Regions from separate parts of the Mus musculus genome. Here all the other regions are linked to region 1. The links are chromatin contacts, called in public Hi-C and HiChIP or PLAC-seq maps. All regions are on one chromosome and are shown on one strand. Each heading gives the region's core, a stretch centred on a gene start, on an enhancer-like site or on the middle of the called end of the contact. The rest is flanking DNA. Distances are from core to core; before and after follow the strand shown. Region 1 holds the start of Gabrb2 (gamma-aminobutyric acid (GABA) A receptor, subunit beta 2). Region 2 has its middle 120 kb from the start of Gm34644. Region 3 has its middle 45 kb from the start of Gm34644. Region 4 holds the start of Gabrg2 (gamma-aminobutyric acid (GABA) A receptor, subunit gamma 2).

Region 1 (5,033 bases), core at 2,355-4,854:
TAGCTCCTCTTGCCTGATTAGTTGGCATTGGAGCTCCTACGGTTCATGGCTGCCTGTATGACACCTCTATGTACTGTTGGAATTAACCAACAGGAAAGGCAGTTTTTGTTTAGTTCCAGCCCAAGGATAGCTTACCTTTCAAATTTCATGATGTGAATCGTTTCTTCAGTTACAAGTTTTACCTACAGCCTCAGAGTGAGTAAGCATTAAACATTAGAGACCATTTCATTTTCATGTGTTCAGCTTGCAATTATTTCTATGATCATCATTTGCCATATTAGAATATACATTCCAAGAGGGTGAGGGGCATATCTGTCTTCAGATGATTGTGGTCATTGCTGATCAAATAACATTTATCCATAATGATGAATAAATAGTACACAAAGAGAAGAGTGATAGACAGTGGATGGTTGTTGCTACTTCACATCTACATACTAGAGACTCAGAGATGACTATAAAACCAAGCTCTCCATGGGTCCATATAACTTCAGATTAAGGAGATTTTTTTTTTCCTTTTCCAGTTTTGTATTTTCTTAAGTAGCTATACCAGCAGATCTTCCCGAGAGTCTCAGGAGTACGATCTATTTTAGGCATGCCCATCTTACGTCTTATAACTAGAATAAGTGTATTTTTAATATTAGTCCCTGGAGTCAAGGATAAGAGATGTCCCCGGGAGCTACCACATAGAGGCAAATGGTCTCCTTCCCTCTTCTGACATTCTGTTTTCTCATCCTTCAAAAGGCTCTTTTGATTTTCTCCAAATGGCTGCTCTTTTATTCTCCTCAGGCAAATTTATAATAATTGCATCCGATCTGTGTTCTTCCAGTCTTTAAAGATGACTGCCACTCCACATTGTTTGCTTTTGTATCCATTCATTAAAGACTGCTAATATGTGCTAATCACATGACAAATGCTACTCAAGTGATTACATCATTCAGCATTAACCCAATGGAGAAAACGGTATTAACATTTATCTAGACTTAGATAAATAAAGGAGACCACAGTTTAGAAGCATCAGTGTCTTGCAGCTATTTCTAGGTGTCTGAGAAGACCCATTCTTAATAGATTTTCAATATGCACTTATTTAATCATTTAATGCATTACTATTATTATTTTGGATGGATGTGAGAGAATTTTGTGATTTATTTTGTTTCCTGAATTTCATACTTTCAGCCCAAACTAGAAAACCTTCCTGAACGTGATGGATGGATAAGAGGATTAATTAATAGAAAGAAGTCTGTATTTGGAGATGTTTTTTTGGAGATAAAGGAATTTTCTAAGACTTGATCAAATTATTGGCTAACTACTTTGGGAATCTTTTGGTTATTGAAACATATTTTTCTCTTTTCATTACATTGGTCTTGAATGTTACTATTACTGTAAGAGCAAAGAAAAGGAAGTCAGCAAAAGGTGCCTCTGCCCCACACCAGTGTGTGCGTGTGTGTGCGTGTGTGCGCGTGTGCGTGCGTGCGCGTGCGTGAGTGTGTGTGTGTGTGTGTGTGTGTGTGTGTGTGTGTGTGTGTGCGCGTGTGCGTGTGTGTGTGTGTGCGTGTGCGTGTGTGTGTGTGTTTGTGTGCGTGTGTGTGCGCGCGCATTCTCATGTAAGCCTCCAGCCTTGCAGATAGTCCTGCAGTGATGCATCTGCTCTGTGTTTATGGTGCTATGTTTTACCTGTCTTTAACCTAGAAACTTCCCCAGATTATTTCCCTTTGGTTTGTCTTCTGCCCTAGGGAAACTATCAGATTCCTGCTGGCAACCATCCCTTCTCCACAGTTCCCTTGGAGTCACCTCTCTAAACTGCCCCAGAATAATAACTCTTAATTTCCTGAGATGCGCGCAAGGGGATGGAAGTGGGGGTAGGGGTGTCTTGTACTATGTGGGTCAAAAGGGGAAGCTGAACGTGGTCACAGTGGAGACTAAAAAGCCTTCAGTTGGAATCTTGTAGCACCAAGCTAGCTGCGATCCCTGGGGATCTGGTCTCTGCTCTCACCAGAGAGACCTGCTGGACCACCAGTCTGTTGTAATCTGTGAGCTTTCCCATCCCACAGGCGCAGTGGGCGCTTGGAGGTCCCCCGCGTGGCAGCAGAGAGCTAGCAGAGTGTGAGGTTCTGAACTTTAAGAGTTGAGGTAGTCTAGTCTAAGGGTTAGAAACACTGCTTTATAAGCACAACTCACTTTCCACCCTTCTCCACAGAAATGACCTTGGACATGTTCCTCCGATCGATGTGCTAGTTTCTAAACCCGTAAAATGGGGTCACTAAGGAGTCAACTTTGAGCTAATATTGCTTTAAGCGCGGCTTTCTGCACATGGTAGGGACTCTCGGTAAATGACAAGGCTCAGTAGTAGATTTAGGTTGGATACTGGGGTCCAGGACCCAGTGTTGAGTTCTGCCTTTCTACCTCTTCATCAAAGAGTGCCAGGGTAGTTGATGCACCTGCTGTACTCCCTCCCTGTCTTCAGGATAAAACGAGGAACACGACTCTAGGGCATCCCAGTCCCGGTGCTCTCGGCATCCTCTTCCCCCCCCCCCCCCCGCAACTCCTCCCCTCCTCCAGCGAGCCCCAAGCAGAGGAAATGATTTTTCCTATGAAATGAGTCTGGATCTGGTGTCCGTGTTGAGCCTGGAGCTGGAGGGAAGGGGGCAGCCTTGGGTCCCCTTGGGCTAGGAAAGGGATGAGGGAAAATTGTGGTGTGTAGATAGGTGATTTGGTGGCTCAAACGGTCTCGGGGTTCCTTCATTGTGCCTGTCTTCTGTGAACCACTGGGTTTGGACGCAGAGGTGCAGCTTCAACTGTCCAGAGCAGAGCGGCAGTGGTGCAGCTCCGTTGGGCCACAGTAGTGGGCGGCGAGCTCCTGCTGGTGAGGTAAGGAGTGGTGGGTGGCAAGGACTGTGAATGCACGTGTCTCGTGTGTGTCTGTGTGTGTGTGTGTGTGTGTGTGTGTGTGTGTGTGTGTGTGTGTGCGCGCGCGCGCGCGCGCGGTGCGCGTGCGTCCGCGAGGCGTGGGGGGCCAGAGGAGCGCATCCCACCCCGCAACCCGCCCTCGCACTGGATGCCTTTTGGCCCCGCACCTGTGCTGGAACGCCTGTCACCCTCTGTCCCTCACGCCCCCACTTCTTTTGTTCTTCAGTCACACACACACACCTCATCCTGACCACTTATAATTTCCTAGTGCAGAGTCAGACCCAAACCCAGAGAAGCCTTTGCCTGACTGCTCCCCTCGCCCCCTCCCCCTCCTGCTATAAATAGCTGGACTAGCGGGTCAGGAGCGTCACAGCGCCAGAAACCAGGACCCCGAGGTTTTCTTCCCAGGGAACAGGGGGCAAAGGGGGAGCAGGAGGAAGAGAAAGAAATCACTCGTGAGTAGTGAAGAAAAAGCTCGCCCCTTGACTCCCAGGAAAAACGAGCATCTTTGGATTCCTGTATCCTTCCCCTTTCTTCTCAAAGCCATTCCGATTCTTTCATATTCACAGTCCACTCCCCACCCCCACCCCCCCTCGCTCAAAATCCAACGTTTGCTCAGCACTCCTCCCATTGGTTTTTTTTCTCCTCCTCGGACTCTGGTTCCCACTGCTCCCCTCCCCACCCCTAGCGCTCCCACCCCACCCCCACCTCCTCCGCTTGTCCCAGGCAGGGGATTGCTATTCTTAAGGAAATAAAGTTCAACTCCTTGCCCCTTTCAACTGGCTTAGACCGGGAGGAGAAGGGTTTCAGGAACCAATCTTCCTCCCTACACCCTACTCCTATTTTTCTTTTTAATATTTAAGGGGACACACACACACACTCTCTCTCTCTCTCTCTCTCTCCCTCTCTCTAAAATCCCACCACGTCGTGAGGTGCAACTACCTCCTAGAACAGAAACTTACCAGACGCTCTGGTTGCTTTTGTCTTAAAGAAAGAAAGAAAAAAAACCAACGAAGATTTTACTCTGGATGCATTTCTGGGGTAGTAGTTTAATATTATTCAAACATGTACATATTACACATATATATGCTTCTTTTCCTTTTTCCCCTTTAATTTTTTTAAACAAGGAAATCTCGGTCCCCGGCAGCCGCCGCTGCCCCTTTGATGTTTTGGTACGCCGTGCGCATGCGCTCCACATTAGAATTACTGCACTGGGCAGACTAAGTTGGATCTCCTCTCTTCAGTGAATCCCTCAATCCCACCAGAACCTAAAGGGATGTGGAGAGTCCGGAAAAGGGGCTACTTTGGGATTTGGTCATTTCCCTTAATAATCGCCGCTGTCTGTGCTCAGAGGTAAGTGTCCCTTTCCTTTCTCACTTGTCAGGGCTCTGTCTGCATACCTCTCTGTGAGCAGGGCTGTTGAAGATGCCGTGCTGTCTTCTTTATTCATTCCTGGTTATTGTCATTTTTTTCTTTAGTGTCAATGACCCTAGTAATATGTCGCTGGTTAAAGAGACGGTGGACAGACTGTTGAAAGGCTATGACATTCGTCTGAGACCAGATTTTGGAGGTAATGGGATTGCCTTGCAAATAAGAAACAGCCCAGCTCCAGCCCAAGCTGTCTTTTGGGCTTTGTGTGCACTCTCTTTCCTCTCCTTAGTTGTGGGCGCATGTGATGTATAGAATGTTTTCCTATTTTACCTTGCTGAGAAACAGATCCAAACTTAAGCCAGTTTCTGTCCAGCACTTGAGAGGTCTTTCAAGAAGACCCCCTTAGAGTGTGACCAGACTTTGTAACCGCTCTCGTTCTCCTTCACCGTGATACATCTTTGTTCCCAGTCTGAGGTTTCTTGAGATACAAACCTCTTAAGTTTAGTTAACAGTGTGCCCAGCCGGGGATGTCTTATAATGTGAGTATTTTTGAGGACACAGTGTGCAGGCGGTTGGCTGAGAGGTGGCTTCAACTCTCTGTGCCCATCTACTTTAGAAGAGTTCTGGCCATGGTTTAAAGTGGCTCATGTCGGGATTCCACCCAGCCCTATATGCGAATGGCATAGGGGAGAAGGGGTTCTGGGGAATTGAGAATAAAGATAGCAGAGGAAAAAGGGGCATCTCTCCCTGGAGCCCCA
Region 2 (4,637 bases), core at 1,986-4,485, 330 kb after region 1:
GGGTACACAGGAGACTGAGAACCACAACAATCATTCCAGATCAAGCTGTTTCCCACCCACCAGAGAAAACATGAACTAAGGACTCCCCATTGCAGACTGGGTTCTGCCTCTCCCCAGAAGCTGGCCAGTAGTGCCCTGGACACCCAAGTGGTAATGCAAACACGCAGCTGGGCATCAGACCACTTCAGCACGTGGCCCATATTAATTCAGTTCAGTGACACAGAAGTGACACAGAAATTGGTAAGTAAATCTGGCAGGTGAGGTTTTATGGATGAGGAAAGTGGAGACTCAGAAGGGCCACAAAGAACAAACAATGAGGAGCTGGGGGTGGAGGCAGTCATCCTGCCTTCTGTCTTCCTCTCTTCCCATGATCCATTCTCAACTGAATGAAAGGCAAGGATGAACAGAGCTCTGTATCATCCTAAAGAGAAGTGTCATTTACACAATGGAGTAGTACTCAGCTATTAAAAAGAATGAATTTATGAAATTCCTAGGCAAATGGTCGGACCTGGAGGGCAACATCCTGAGTGAGGTAACACAATCACAAAAGAACTCAAATGATATGTACTCACTGATAAGTGGATATTAGCCCAGAAACTTCGTATAGTGAGATATAAGATACAATTTGCAAAACACATGAAACTGAAGAAGAACGAAGACCAAAGTGTGGACACTTTGCCCCTTCTTAGAATTGGAAACAATCACCCATGGAAGGAGTTACTGAGACAAAGTTTGGAGCTGAGACAAAAGGATGGACCATCTAGAGACTGCCATATCCAGGGTTCTAGCCCATAATTAGCCTCCAAATGCTGACACCATTGCATACACTAGCAAGCGTTTGCTGAAAGGACCCTGATATAGCTGTCTCTTGTGAGACTATGCCGGGGTCTAGCAAACACATAAGTGGATGCTCAGAATCAGCTATTGTATGGATCACAGGGCCCCCAATGGAGGAGCTAGAGAAAGTATCCCAGGAGCTAAAGAGATCTGCAACCCTGTAGGTGCAACAACATTATGAACTAACCAGTACCCCGGAGCTCTTGACTCTAGCTGCATATGTATCAAAAGATGGCCAAGTCGGCCATCACTGGAAAGAGAGGCCCATTGGACACGCAAACTTTATATGCCCCAGTACAGGGGAACACCAGGGCCAAAAAATGGGAATGGGTGAGTAGGGAAGTGGGGGGAGGGTATGGGGGACTTTTGGGATAGCATTGGAAATGTAATTGAGGAAAATACATAATAAAAAATATTAAAGAAATATAAAAAAAAAAGAAAAAAAGAGAAGTGTCAAATCTTTTTTTTTTAATTGCATCGTCTTTTTTTTAATACTTTTTATTAGGTATTTTCCTCATTTACATTTCCAATGTTATCCCAAAAGTCCCCCATACCCTCCCACCCACTTCCCTACCCACCAACTCCCACTTTTTGCTTCTGGCGTTCCCCTGTACTGGGGCATATAAAGTTTGCAAGTCCAATGGGCCTCTCTTTCCATTGATGGCCGACTAGGCCATCTTTTGATACATATGCAGCTAGAGTCAAGAGCTCCGGGGTACTGGTTAGTTCATAATGTTGTTCCAACAGAAAATGTGGTACATTTACACAATGGAGTACTACTCAGCTATTAAAAAGAATGAATTTATGTAATTCCTAGCCAAATGGATGGACCTGGAGGGCATCATCCTGAGTGAGGTAACACAATCACAAAGGAACTCACACAATATGTACTCACTGATAAGTGGATATTAGCCCAAAACTTAGGATACCCAAGATATAAGATACAATTTGCTAAAGGCATGAAACTCAAGAAGAATGAAGACCAAAGTGTGGACACTGTGCCCCTTCTTAGAATTGGGAACAAAACACCCATGGAAGGAGTTACAGAGACAAAGTTTGGAGCTGTGACGAAAGGATGGACCATTTAGAGACTACCATATCCAGGGATCCACCCCATAATCAGCTTCCAAACGCTGACACCATTGCATACACTAGCAAGATTTTGCTGAAAGGATCCAGATATAGCTGTCTCTTGTGAGACTATGCAGGGGCCTAGCAAACACAGAAGTGGATGCTCACAGTCAGCTATTGGATGGATCACAGGGCTCCCAATGGAGGAGCTAGAGAAAGTACCTGAGAAGTGTCAAATCTTAATACTAAAAGAGTATTTGGCAGTGTCTCCTCTCAGAATGCAATCTCAATCATAAAGTACAAACTCTGTGAGGACATAGAAAAGAAGTGTTTTAGGTGATATCCCCAGTGCCTATCACAGCTTTGCATTGGGTAACCACTCAATACATACTTAGTGAATAAATGAATGGATGAAGTAGAAGAAAAGAGTTATATCTTCAGATCTTTAATTAAAACAATTCCCATGCTTCAGCTGAGAATGCATCACTTGGAGATCTTTCAGGTGTTCTGGTGTGAACTCTCCTTATGCTCATGGATGTTTCTTGAATACACTTAGGTTATGATTCTCAGGCCTCACCTAGGACAGTGTTTTTAAACCCCTTTGCTGGTTGCATATAAGATATTCTGAATATCAGATATTTACATTATGATTTATGACAGTAGCAAAAGTATAGTTAGGAAGTAGAAATTAAATAATTTTATGATTGGGGGTCACCACAACATGAGAAACTGTATTGACTTAGGGTCTTTGTATAGCATGTTTTCTTCTCTGGAAAGATAATTTCTGGATTTGTAATACTCTTCTGATGTATTTCCTCCCGGGGGGCGGGGGGGAAGAATTCCTTGTCAAGCTCTGTCCGATTAGCCTTCAGAACAACCCTGCCCCATAGTGGCAATCCTGTATCCAAAGAATGACTTCAAGACTGGTGAATGGTTTTGATCTCCTGCCAGGTTAGATGATGAAGAAAAAGAATTTGCCTTTCAGAGTTTAATTACAGCAGAATGAAGTTATTAGCTTTTTCAGCAAGCACACTGAAATGGGTTTAGTGTAGCTCCTAAGGCAGGAAGAACATAGCATGGAATACCAAATAAAAGTTAACAAATAGTAGATTAAAAAAAAAAAACACATTTTTTCTTTATCAGAAAAAGAAAAAAAAAAAAAACAGCTAGAGAATCTAAGCCCTGTGGCAGAGCAAACATGCTTGTTCCTTTAGCTTGCCAGATGGGGATCTGAGGTCCCAGAGGGCAGGATGGAGACACAGGGTGCTGCCTTATCCTAATGAGGTTTGCCCTAGAATTGAAGAAGACAGATGGGCCTGCAGCTTGGAAGCCCTCAGCAATCTCCCTGGTAACTGGCAAGCAAGGAGCGAATTCCTACGTTTGGTCACTGCCCTCTCACTCTGAGCCCTATCTCCCTGTGTCGTCTTGTTTGGGGAGCATTTGTACTGCTTTAAGCTACATTGAATTCTCCTCTCATGTTTCTTTCTGTTACTTCCTTGGTCTTATGTGCTTGTCTACTCTCCATTTCCATTACACTTTCCTGCAGTAGTGTTGCCTATATCAGCTCCATCTTAGTTATTTCTGAACCTGTGACAGGTGTTCTATGAAGAGTCATATATGGATTACTGATAAGTGAAGGTGGGTACTGCTTAAACCTCTTATTTCTCTTCATGCTCCCAATTTAGAGCTTTTTGTTGGAGTAAAATGGGAATGAATAGCCACTTGAAGAAATGTAGCATCCCTCCTACTTGATGCTAGCCCTTGGAGACTGCATACCTCAGTGAACGTGAGTGATCTCATCTCACAGTGAGACCCACGTATGCTTCCCTGGATGACAGCAGAGTCTCCACGGAGAACACATTTCCCTGCCACCAGGCAGTGAGCCAAATGCTTGTAGTGTTCTGCCTTGAGGAACACAGGCTAACTGGCCTTTTATGAGGGAATGATCAAAATTTGAGAACCATTCTCCTGGTGGAATTTAAATACTCTTACTCTCCTACAGAGCTATTTCCCTCCAGACTTCCCCCAAAGCAGCGAGAACACAAACAAACAAAAATTACTGTTGAAGAATTTAGAAAGTACCAACTATGTTAACATATAGAATTTGAGAGACTGAGACAGGAGAATAGAATATAAATAATAAACCAAAGAAAAAACAAATAAACTCTGAATTGATATGATGTTTAAACTGAAAAATTATACAGGAGTATGGGATGTATTTGCTAAGGAAAACATCATAAACAAATGAAGGCTGTTATTGTGTCACAGGTCTCACAATATAGGTCGTGACTCAAGAGTGCTATTCTATTTTAAATTGACAAAATGATCAATCAAAACGGAACGTGCATGAGCCATTGATGAGAATCTAGAGTAAGCCTCAGACTATGAATTGATATAGATCAATTCTGTCTGAAAATTAAAGAACAGAGATTACAGGTGGGCGGCATATCAAAATCTTCACTTTAAAATAAAAATGACATGAAATAGCGTCTATGACCTTATGATAACTCCCTTCACATTCTCTCTCACCCTATGCATTGACCATCCTTTCCTGGCATTTTATCATGCTTCCATGTCTCATATACAATGGACCTAGAGCTTATAGAGTTATTCTCTTAATGCCCAAAATACGATTCCCCTAACTCATTTCAGAGTCATTCACCCCTTGACCTCTTGTCTAAAAGGTCCTTTGTCTTCACAGTGATCTCTCTGACCTTGCAGGTAAACTT
Region 3 (5,020 bases), core at 52-2,551, 500 kb after region 1:
ATAATAGATAGATAGATGATAGATAGATAGATAGATAGATAGATAGATAGATAGATAGATAGATAATAGATAGATAGATAGATAATAGATAGATAGATAGATAGATAGATAGATAGATAGATAGATAATAGATAGATAGATAGATAATAGATAGATAGATAGATAATAGATAGATAGATAGATAGATAGATAGATAGATAGATAGATAGATAGATAATAGATAGATAGATCTTCAGATACACACATTATATATATATATATATATATATAGATAGATAGATATAGATATAGATATAGATATAGATATCGATATCGATATCGATATAGATATAGATATAGATATAGATATAGATATAGATATAGATATAGATATAGATATAGATATAGATATAGATATAGATATAGATATAGATATAGATATATATATAGAGAGAAATACAGGCAGGAGAGAGATAGAGGGATTAAGATCTGAAGCTGCAGTTCAGTTTTTACATGTAGAGTTTGTGAGCATTCTTAGGATCCTGGGTTCAATCCAATCTCTAGTTCCACAGGAACGAAAGAAAAAAATGAAAACAGAAATTTTATTAGTTCTTGTCTCTCATAAGAGATTCATATAAGAGACATTTATTTGTTTGTTTGTTTGTTTTAATGTGACATTCCATACAATTTTAGAATTTGTAATATGTAATTTTTACTTAATAAAACAAATATATTAAGAATTTTAATTGCAGGTAAAATAAATTTTTCCAGAGTAGATCAGAGTTTAGGAGTAAAGTTTCTCATTCAGGGGACATGGCTTCTGACATACATGGCATCAGAGCAACAAGACCTGACTTGAAATAGGAATCACAAAGAAAAAAGAGGCCATCTGTTCTACCCATGTCACCTGGCAGATATTGCCTCCACCCCCAGGAGTAAAAGCTGCAGGAAGAAATTCAACATGAGAATCTCTGTGAGTACCAAGAGTGGCACCACATGGGACCAGCTGCCAGTATTAGTCTCAAGATCATTTCAGCACAGGAGATGGCTCAGGAGAGAGATAAAATATATACTTGTGAGTGCCAGAAGGGGACTCATCCCAACAGATCACAGGAGTATCTGCAGAAAAAAAAAAAGAAAGAAAGAAAGAAAACATTCCACATGGCAAAAGAAATGAAAAGTCCTAGAAGTTAATGTGAAGATGTGCAGTTACATCCTCACATAAGTGACGTGACCTTCCAGACAATCTTAAGCCTAATCCCTTTGATCTGAGCCTAGCCAGGAGCCTGTGTTGACTCCACTTAAGCTGAGGCCCCCCGCTTCTCTGAACATGTGTTTTGTAAAACCTTCATCTGTTACACTTCAAACTCTTATTTTTAACCTGACCAGCAGGTCTCCAGGGGAGGCTAATTCAAGGCCAAGTTCAAGAACATAGCAGATTGAGTGGTCCAGCAGCCATGTATGACCTGCAAGCATCATGCAGTCCAGGTTAGATACTATTTCAATCCAAATTTCTAAAAAAGTCATAAAGTTACTTTAAAACATTAAGATATATTCTACAATATTTTTGATACCTCAGTTGTGTGGCTTCAACTTTGTAGATGAAAATGTCTTATTCCAATGTCAAAAGGCCACAGGAGCAACAGTGAGAGAAGAAGGTGGATGGAACATTCCTAGTTGCTGATTTTTTTTCTTCCTGTATGTCTTCTTATTAGTAACTGTCATATGTTCAATGAGAAAAAGGGGGTGGTTTCTGATAAGTAGCCCATGTTTTAAGAAATAATAGATCAAGATGAAGAAAACAGGGTTTCACCCATTCATGGAAGATCTCATACAGCCAAAGCATTATACGAGCCTATCCTTCACCATTGCATGTACAGTACCCCAATAATAATCACAGAAGCCTTAAGCCTGCCCTATCCCTAAACCATGCAGGTTCAACTGTACCTTTTATCTTCATTCTCCCTTGCCCAGTGGATTTGTAAAGTGAAAAATTAGATAGGGAAGGCAATGTCAGAAAAAGGTCAGAAACTATCCAGTGCTCTGTTTGCTAGACCCGTGCAGCTGCTATGGCCAGGCTTTTGCTTTGAATCTTTGACTTTCTTCAAGAACCAATGACAACAATTCTCCTGACTGACATTTTTAAAAAAGATTTATTTATTTATTTTATGTATATAAGTATACTATATCTGTCTTCAGACCAGAAGAGGGTATCAGATCCCATTACAGATGGTTGTGAGCCACCATGTGATTGCTGGGATTTGAACTCAGAATCTTTGGAAGACCAGTCAGTGCTCTTAAGCACTGAGCCATCTCTCCAGCCCTCTCCTGGCATTTTTACAGTGCCATATGTGTATACAGTCTGGTATATCATGGCATCACTGATAGATGACTGCTACGGACCTGTTCATTTGCATAGAATACATACTGATACTGAAAAAGAAGCCCAGCTCTATTCATGGATCATCAATTGTCATTGAGGAAAAGTGAAAAATTATGACTTCCCTACTGAATCACTTTCTCAAGACTTTTTCTAGGCCTTTAAAACAACTGTTTATAAGGAAGAAGAAATTTTAAACTTCCCTCTAGGTACCTCCTTTCTAGTGTTTCCAAGATGGGGATTTGTCAATTAATATGATTGGTCAGTGGTCAGAGGTCAGAGGCACAATTATGTGCTATGAAGCCCATGAGCTGGGACCTCCATATAAAGCTTTAATCCAACATCCACCATATAGACTATGGGAAGAGAGGCAAATCAGGACTAGCTCTTGGCAGAACTATCACCTCATCTTGTCCTCAAACCTCCTGAACCACTTACTCAGCTTTCCTTGGACTCTCTCACTCACTCACACACACATGCACACACACACACACACACACACACACACACACACACACACTCACTCACTCATTCTTTCTCCATGAAAACCACACTTTGTTGCACTAGGCTTACAGCTCATTTACCTGCCGTGCATTTTAATAAATGATATGTTTTAATCATTCACTGTGATCAGAGTTTATTGTGGTTCAATGCATGTAGCTATGAACAAAGAAAAGCAGAACAGATATTACTTTCTCACAATTAAGAAAATGTAGAGATTATCAGATGACAGCAGATTCTTCAGAACCCAGTATGGCAGACAAGTAGAACACAGAGTGAGGTGGAGAGTAGAGCAGAGAGGAGTTCTTATCTTTGGTTCGATGGTCAGGAAAGTCATCACTGGGAAAGTGAGAAAGAAAGCTCTGGTGATACAGCTATTACAGAGAGTGGTACAGCAGATTTGAAGTAGATGAACATAAAGAAGAGGAGGCATGCCCAGGTCTATAGGCAGCATAAGGCCAATGTGGCTGGAAATGAATAGTTACCTGGAAGATTTGAGGTCAGGTCATAGCTGCAATATCTGTGTTACAAAGTGGAAAATTAATTGCTAAGGATCATAATGATGGAATCACTACCCTTGTAAGAGAGATGCTGGAGGAGTGTGAGACAGAGACTGGAGTGATGTGCTGGGAAGGTGGAGATCATAGCAATAAGCAAAGGAATACTGGAGGTAGCAGAACCTTGGAAAGGGCAAGTACACCTAATGTCTTCTCATGCCTCCAAGATGAACAAGTAGTATCTGGGGAAGCCAGGATAATCACTGCATCTCAAGGTCTTTAATTTGATCCCATCTGGAAGTTTCTTTCACCATATGAGGTAACATCATAAGTCCCAGGATTAGGTTATACACACATTTAGAGGATCATCATGCAACCTACCACAGATAGTGTGACAGTATTCACACTCTTCTCTGTTTAACACAAACTTGAGTTGAAAGAATAGAAATGAAGAAAGCAGTTAAGTAACTCTTGTAACACCTCAGGCAAGAGTCGATGATGCTTTCTTTAAGGTAGTGGAAGCAGAGGTATTGCAAAATCCTATCTTGAATGTTTTGAAGATAAAATCAATGTGTTTTGCCAGTATAGAGAATAAGAGAACAATAAAAATGAAACTTGAACCTCTAGCTTTCCCAATTTGGGAAGCTAGAAATATAAATAAATAAACCCATTAAAGGAACAGGTTTGGAGGGAAGATAATAAGTTTGGCTTTTACATATTAAATTAAATATCTATGAAAGATCCAAACTGATGTTTCAACATTTTAGTTAACTGTTAAGAGCTGAAACTATTCAAACTAGACTTTGTCATGATTATATACTGAGTTATTATACATTTTACTTTAAATACCATTTACCACTCATTTAGGGGTCTTCCCTTATCCAGTTTCACTCTCTGTGACTTCAGCTCCCTGTAGTCAACTATGATCTGAAAATGTTAAGGAGAAAATAAGTATTTTGCAAATACTTTGTTACAGCCTTTTATCATGGTTGTGTTTTGCTGTTACTCTTTGTTGTTAATCTCTCATTGTACCTGGTTTATGAGTTGAACTTTTCCATAGGCATATAACTATGGGCGAAAAACAAAGCATATCTAAGGCTCAGTCTATATCCAAAGATTAAGGCACTGACTAAGTATTTTAAGATGAAGGGAGATGACTGTAAATTACAATGGAACATTGTGGAGTAGGGTAATGTGAAGATGAGCAATAGTAAGCTAAGATTCAGGACCTATTCAAACTCCTGCTATAATGTCATCAAAACATCACCAAAATATCCACAGTACCATTTGATACTAATATACCAAATGCAGCCAACATAGCTGTGCTTCACAAGGCTGACAAGAAGTTCTCTTATAGCTCAGTTTATGGTCTAGTTGAGTGACCTGAACTCTGGTTTTATCAGACTCATAGAGTACCAGGCCCAAGTGCAGCCTCCTTGAGTCCACCAGTCCACCTTCAAAGCCTTACTCAGGACATCTAGGTGGTCACAATAGAAGGCAAAGCAACAGTGAAAAGAAGACAGAAAGGAAGACGCCATGGTATATAAGTATATGTGGTATTTCCAGCTAAGAATTCATTGATCATTTACCATAGATAGATATGATTCTATTTTATTCTATTAATACTTTAAGAAGGGAGATGAAAATACTATTATAAATCTTA
Region 4 (4,606 bases), core at 787-3,286, 420 kb before region 1:
GAGAAAGTGGAGATATTACTCTTTGCTTTGCTTGACTCTCTTCTGTGTCCAAAATCAATGTGTTCTATCACCAATACTAGAGAAAGAAGGACAGAAAAATGTATAGATATCTGCAACAAAGCTTATTATTGTTGTTGTTGTTGTTGTTATAAGTACTACATCACCTTCCAAGAAAACTTTGGTGTAGTGTCTTGATATTTCCCATAGATTCCTTTATCAGAAGTTGGGGAGGCCACAACCATTGGAGTAGTTTGTATAGTGGTTTGTCTCAAAATGTTAATACAGAAGTGCATGCCATGGAAAATGTGGACGTCCAGCCTGCTGTTAGTTCTCGTTGGAAACTGTAATGTGGTGAGGGCTACTTCCATGGATAGAAGTGTGGTGATCTGTGCATGGAGAGATTCTGCTCTCATAGGCTTACTTCAGGGAAGTAGTTAATAATCTAGAGGAAACACATTTCTGGGATCACCCATCCTCAGAAGTTCAGCCAGTTCGCCCCACTTTTGTTTGTGCAGGAAGACTGTAAATCACTCATGCATACTTCACAATTTGGACACTGAATTTACTTGGATGAGCACGTTTTTTTATAAGTCTGCAACCAGGCCAACTCTGCTCCAGATATATTTCCTATACATTCATTGAACTATATTCAGTACCTCATGTGCAGTAGTCCCCCTCCCATCTGAAGGTAGGAGTAACATTAACCCGTGCTGGGTCCCCAGGCTTCTCTGCTGTATTTTGGCCCAGTGGCCTGACTACATGGATGTCCTTTGTAGATTTAGGGTTGCTGCATGGTTTGACAAGCCTCTTTCCATAAGGCCCTTAGCTGGACCGCTGTCCTTGGTGCTGAATCGTGTTTGCCTCACTGGGATTCAGCTGCCGGGTCAATGAGGCTGGATAGAAAACCTGGCTGACTGAAAGCTCAGGTGCAGGACCAAAGAAGACTGTAGTGTATAATAAAAACAGCTCTGTCCCCGCCCCCAATCCTCCCTCACACAGATCACGCTTGTGTTCGCCAGGACCCCATTTGTAATTTTCTCTTCCAGACCCCCCACCCAAATGCCTTCAATATGGCCTCAAATGCCGGCGTGTGCAAGCACAACCCACTTCATATCAGATTGCAGCAAATTCAAAACCTATTCCCCGAACACGGAGTCTATGAAACGAGCTTAAGCTCTTTGAAACAAAACACAAACAAATAAAACCTAGTTCATTAACAAATAAACCAATATGTCCTTCCTCTCTCTTCCGTCTCTCTGCTACCCTATATAGTCACTCTTCCCTAAATTGTGACGCTTAAATTCCAAAAGAGTGTCTCAAATCTGGGTGGTCTCCCTGCTTCCACAACCTTTTATCTCCCCCACATCTCTCTAGAGCCAAACGACGCTGAAAACGGCCCATCTTACCCTGGGTAGAGCGATAGCAGGAGCAGAATCCACAGCGTCATTTTCTGTGAAAATACAGGAGAGTAGACTGAGCTTCCAATGCTCCATGTATTTGGCGAACTCATCGCTTTTTTTTTTTCTCTCGCCTCTCGCCTCTGGGTTGCAGAAGAATCCCTCCCCTTTGTATTATTATTATGCTGATGATTTGATGCCGGCTCCCCCCACCTGCCTCTAGTAGGTCCCGTCACTCAGAGATGTATTGCTACCAGCTTAAAAATTAATATTCAGGGGGCAGAAATAAAGATCAGTACAAACGCTTGCAGATACCATCAAAGCGTCAGCTCAGGCAGCAGCTTCCAAGTCTGAGAGGATAATAGAATTGAGGCAGGGGGATGGTACACGCAGAGATGTACACAGGAAGGCAAATGAGAGAAGCAGAAAGGCGCTCACATTCATGCCCGGTGCACTAACAGGAATTCCCAAGGGTCGGTCCTTTTAGGTTTATCTACTTGCTCTTTTTCTTTCTTTCTCTCTTTCTTTTCTTTCTTTTTAGATGGGGCTGTGCTCTCTTTGTCTGGTTCTGTTGTGTGGGAAAAAAAATCACTCAGTAGAGGTTTTGCCTGATTAACTCTCACAGATTAACTGTGAGGTCAAAGTGGAAGAGATGTGAGTCTGCAGGAAGAATTAACACATGCGTGAATTCTTGCCAGCACTCTTTAACCCTTTCCTGTAGCAGCAGACTAGGATTTCCATTCACGGGACAAAAAGAGATGCTTCAGTACTCCTAGGAACAGAGTTACTAGAGAGAGGGTTAGTTTTGCCCTATTTGAGAACAATGTTATTAACTTAAATCATTGCATCGTGTGGGGGAGGGGCACCAAGCAGTGAGAAAAAGTAGCTGTGCTTTGCAAACCATCTTCTGAGAGAAGGGTTTGGTGCATGTAAATTGAAGGGAAGCAAAAGACACTGACACAATAAGGCATGGAGAAAGTCAATCTGTTGGAATGCTAACCAACACAGCTCCATGGAGATAGGTGCTTAACCAAGATCACCAAATAGGGCCCTGGTTTGCTTATGCCTGTGTGTACCAGTGGGTAAAGCAGTGGGAGATTGGGCAATGGGAGACACTTCTGTCAATTCTATAAGCTCTGTCCTTCGTTTTCTTAATAATTTTACATGTTTTTGGAATCCGTCTTGGAAATCCCTGTATTAACACTCTTCTTTCTTGATCAAATGAGCCACAGGGACAGAGGAACTCTCTTCTTATTCTACCCTAATTAATCGGCCATACTCTCATATCCTGGGGCAGGAGATGGCAAAGCACTTTCCACTTCCTGTAGAATCAGCATTTCATATGCAATATGTTCATTAAAAGACACAGGGGAGGTAATTGTCTCAACATTTTTATAAAAGCTGCCAGTGCTCCATGTCTAAACCAAACCTTCTCTGAAAAAAAGATCATGCTATACGAATGGCATTTGAATAAGAAGTCCAAAATGTGGGAATTGAACATAAGATAATAGGATCCCAGTTCCATCCTTACCTTCAAAATTACACCTGAGAAAAATGGGAAAAAAATGTTGATGGCTTCTGCCTATGACATAGGACTAGGAGATTGCTTCTGTTAGATACATCAAGGAAACCTGCATGACAGTAGCCTTAAGCTCAATTATTTCATTGCATGGGACAAAATCCAATTAAAATAAAAACAGCATTCACATGAGGTCAATGGATTTCTTCCCACTGTGATTTCAACATTGGCAGAACAAATTTAAATGTCTTTTCATTGAAATGTTTCTCACTCAGCTACATCAGGTAGACCAGGGTTTCCCTTCACAAATGCAGTTTATTCAGGTCAGAGACAGTCTACAATTACACATTGTTGAGGACTATATCTAATTTCACCATAGCATTAAGAATAAAGCTTACAGGCATATTTATAGATGCTTAAAAAAGTGATGTGAAAGAAAGAGGCAAGTTATAGATCACAAAAATATTAGATCCCATAACCACTGGAGTGGCTATCAGAATACACATGTCACTTAATTCCAATCAGAGTTACAAGAATAAATTGAGTGAAGAGAGTTTTATGTAATATCCTAAGTGGCCAACCAAGCAGTTAGGCAACCCACTAATTCGCTAATTTTTTCTAGATGATGTAAGTACTTGTGTGGGAAGAATCTGTCGTTTCCCCTATGGGACGTTTCAGGATTTCCAAAGTACTTTCTCAGATAAATTCAATTAGTCACTCACATAGTGAACCCCAAGAGAATGATTGTTATCAGTCACAAATTTTCACATAATAGTAATCTTTCAACCAAATGATAATGTTCATAATAATCTCCACAAATTATCATCAACCTCAATTAACAGAATGCCTTCTCACATGTTAAGAGAATTTTAATTGTACTATTTTTGACTAGTAGGCTTCAATGTGCCTCAGTGGATCTTCTTATCTGATGACTAGTCTTTGAACTAAGCTATTTTGATGTTTTCTGATATTGCCATATCTCATACTCATAAAATATATTATTTAATAACTTATTTCATAATCATCTTATCTATTTTATTAAGTTTATATCCATTACTTTATAAAATGAGGCTCATTTTATTATAAATTATATGCATGTCTATATGCATACATGTGAATTAAATTATATTAAAATTTGAAAAATATACTAGAATGTAAAAATGAAGAAAATGACCACTCACCTGCATTTAACTACAAAAGGAACTGCCATTATATGATACTATTTATATTTATTGCTTCTGCTGTTGTTAGTGTTATTTGTGTTAAATTTTAAATTTGATCTTAATTTGAAGCAGTGAGAATACTGGTGGGTTGTGATCAATATTCAGAGAAGCAAATTATGAGATTGCACATTGTGGGCCAGTAGGCTATATCTGTAGGGAAAAGCGACAGATTCAATCGAGTGGTTCCATTATCTAGGCATTCCTAACATAAAATGCAAAAGACAAAAGAATTGCACAGAAGCTTGTGTGGATAGGTAGATTGAAGCAAGCTATGTAGTGGCAGAAACATACAGAAAGACTAACTCTATAAGGTAAAGAGAAGAACTGACTCTTGAGAGCTGTCCTTGCCCAAAAGTCATCTTCTGACCACTACAAGTGTTCTGTAAGTAAGTACATACTTGCACATGCATACACACACACACACACACACACACACACACACACACACCATGCACACACACACACGT

What was found. Hi-C and Micro-C count contacts between places; a contact is called where the count stands out from the background. HiChIP or PLAC-seq counts read pairs in DNA pulled down with a chosen protein or histone mark.
Region 2: a Hi-C map of cerebellum shows a contact between it and region 1, with 4 times the contacts expected there. The contact joins the enhancer-like site here to the promoter of Gabrb2 in region 1. A contact is called at or near these places in 1 of 39 promoter capture datasets (trophoblast stem cells) and 5 of 484 Hi-C or Micro-C datasets (brain, cerebellar granule neurons and cerebellum).
Region 3: a contact with region 1 is called in a Hi-C map of cerebellum, with 3 times the contacts expected there. The contact joins the enhancer-like site here to the promoter of Gabrb2 in region 1. A contact is called at or near these places in 1 of 39 promoter capture datasets (hippocampal neurons) and 4 of 484 Hi-C or Micro-C datasets (cerebellar granule neurons, cerebellum and cerebral cortex).
Region 4: an H3K4me3 HiChIP or PLAC-seq map of forebrain shows a contact between it and region 1, with 3 times the contacts expected there. The contact joins the promoter of Gabrg2 here to the promoter of Gabrb2 in region 1. A contact is called at or near these places in 6 of 39 promoter capture datasets (embryonic stem cells, hippocampal neurons, liver and 2 more), 3 of 484 Hi-C or Micro-C datasets (cerebellum, cerebral cortex and forebrain) and 1 of 115 datasets of contacts at active chromatin or transcription factors (forebrain).

Annotation. Positions count from the first base shown.
Region 1 is chr11:42,417,170-42,422,202 of GRCm38.p6, forward strand. Gabrb2 (gamma-aminobutyric acid (GABA) A receptor, subunit beta 2) reads left to right here and starts at 3,605. Exons shown (of 9, transcript NM_001362647.2): 1 at 3,605-4,257; 2 at 4,383-4,474. The coding sequence starts at 4,181. Gm34591 (a long non-coding RNA gene) reads right to left here and starts at 4,046. Exons shown (of 3, transcript XR_388590.4): 1 at 3,867-4,046.
Region 2 is chr11:42,751,871-42,756,507 of GRCm38.p6, forward strand. No RefSeq gene overlaps it. Among named protein-coding and RNA genes, the nearest start is that of Gm34644, 120 kb to the right of the region's middle. Within about 2 kb of position 3,236, at least 8 of the 459 cell types and tissues checked have an H3K27ac peak or open chromatin away from gene starts, as enhancers often do. A contact at or near this core is called in cerebellar granule neurons and cerebellum, where this site is marked.
Region 3 is chr11:42,915,675-42,920,694 of GRCm38.p6, forward strand. No RefSeq gene overlaps it. Among named protein-coding and RNA genes, the nearest start is that of Gm34644, 45 kb to the left of the region's middle. Within about 2 kb of position 1,302, at least 2 of the 459 cell types and tissues checked have an H3K27ac peak or open chromatin away from gene starts, as enhancers often do. A contact at or near this core is called in cerebellar granule neurons and cerebellum, where this site is marked.
Region 4 is chr11:41,998,821-42,003,426 of GRCm38.p6, forward strand. Gabrg2 (gamma-aminobutyric acid (GABA) A receptor, subunit gamma 2) reads right to left here and starts at 2,037. Exons shown (of 10, transcript NM_008073.4): 1 at 1,407-2,037. The coding sequence starts at 1,510.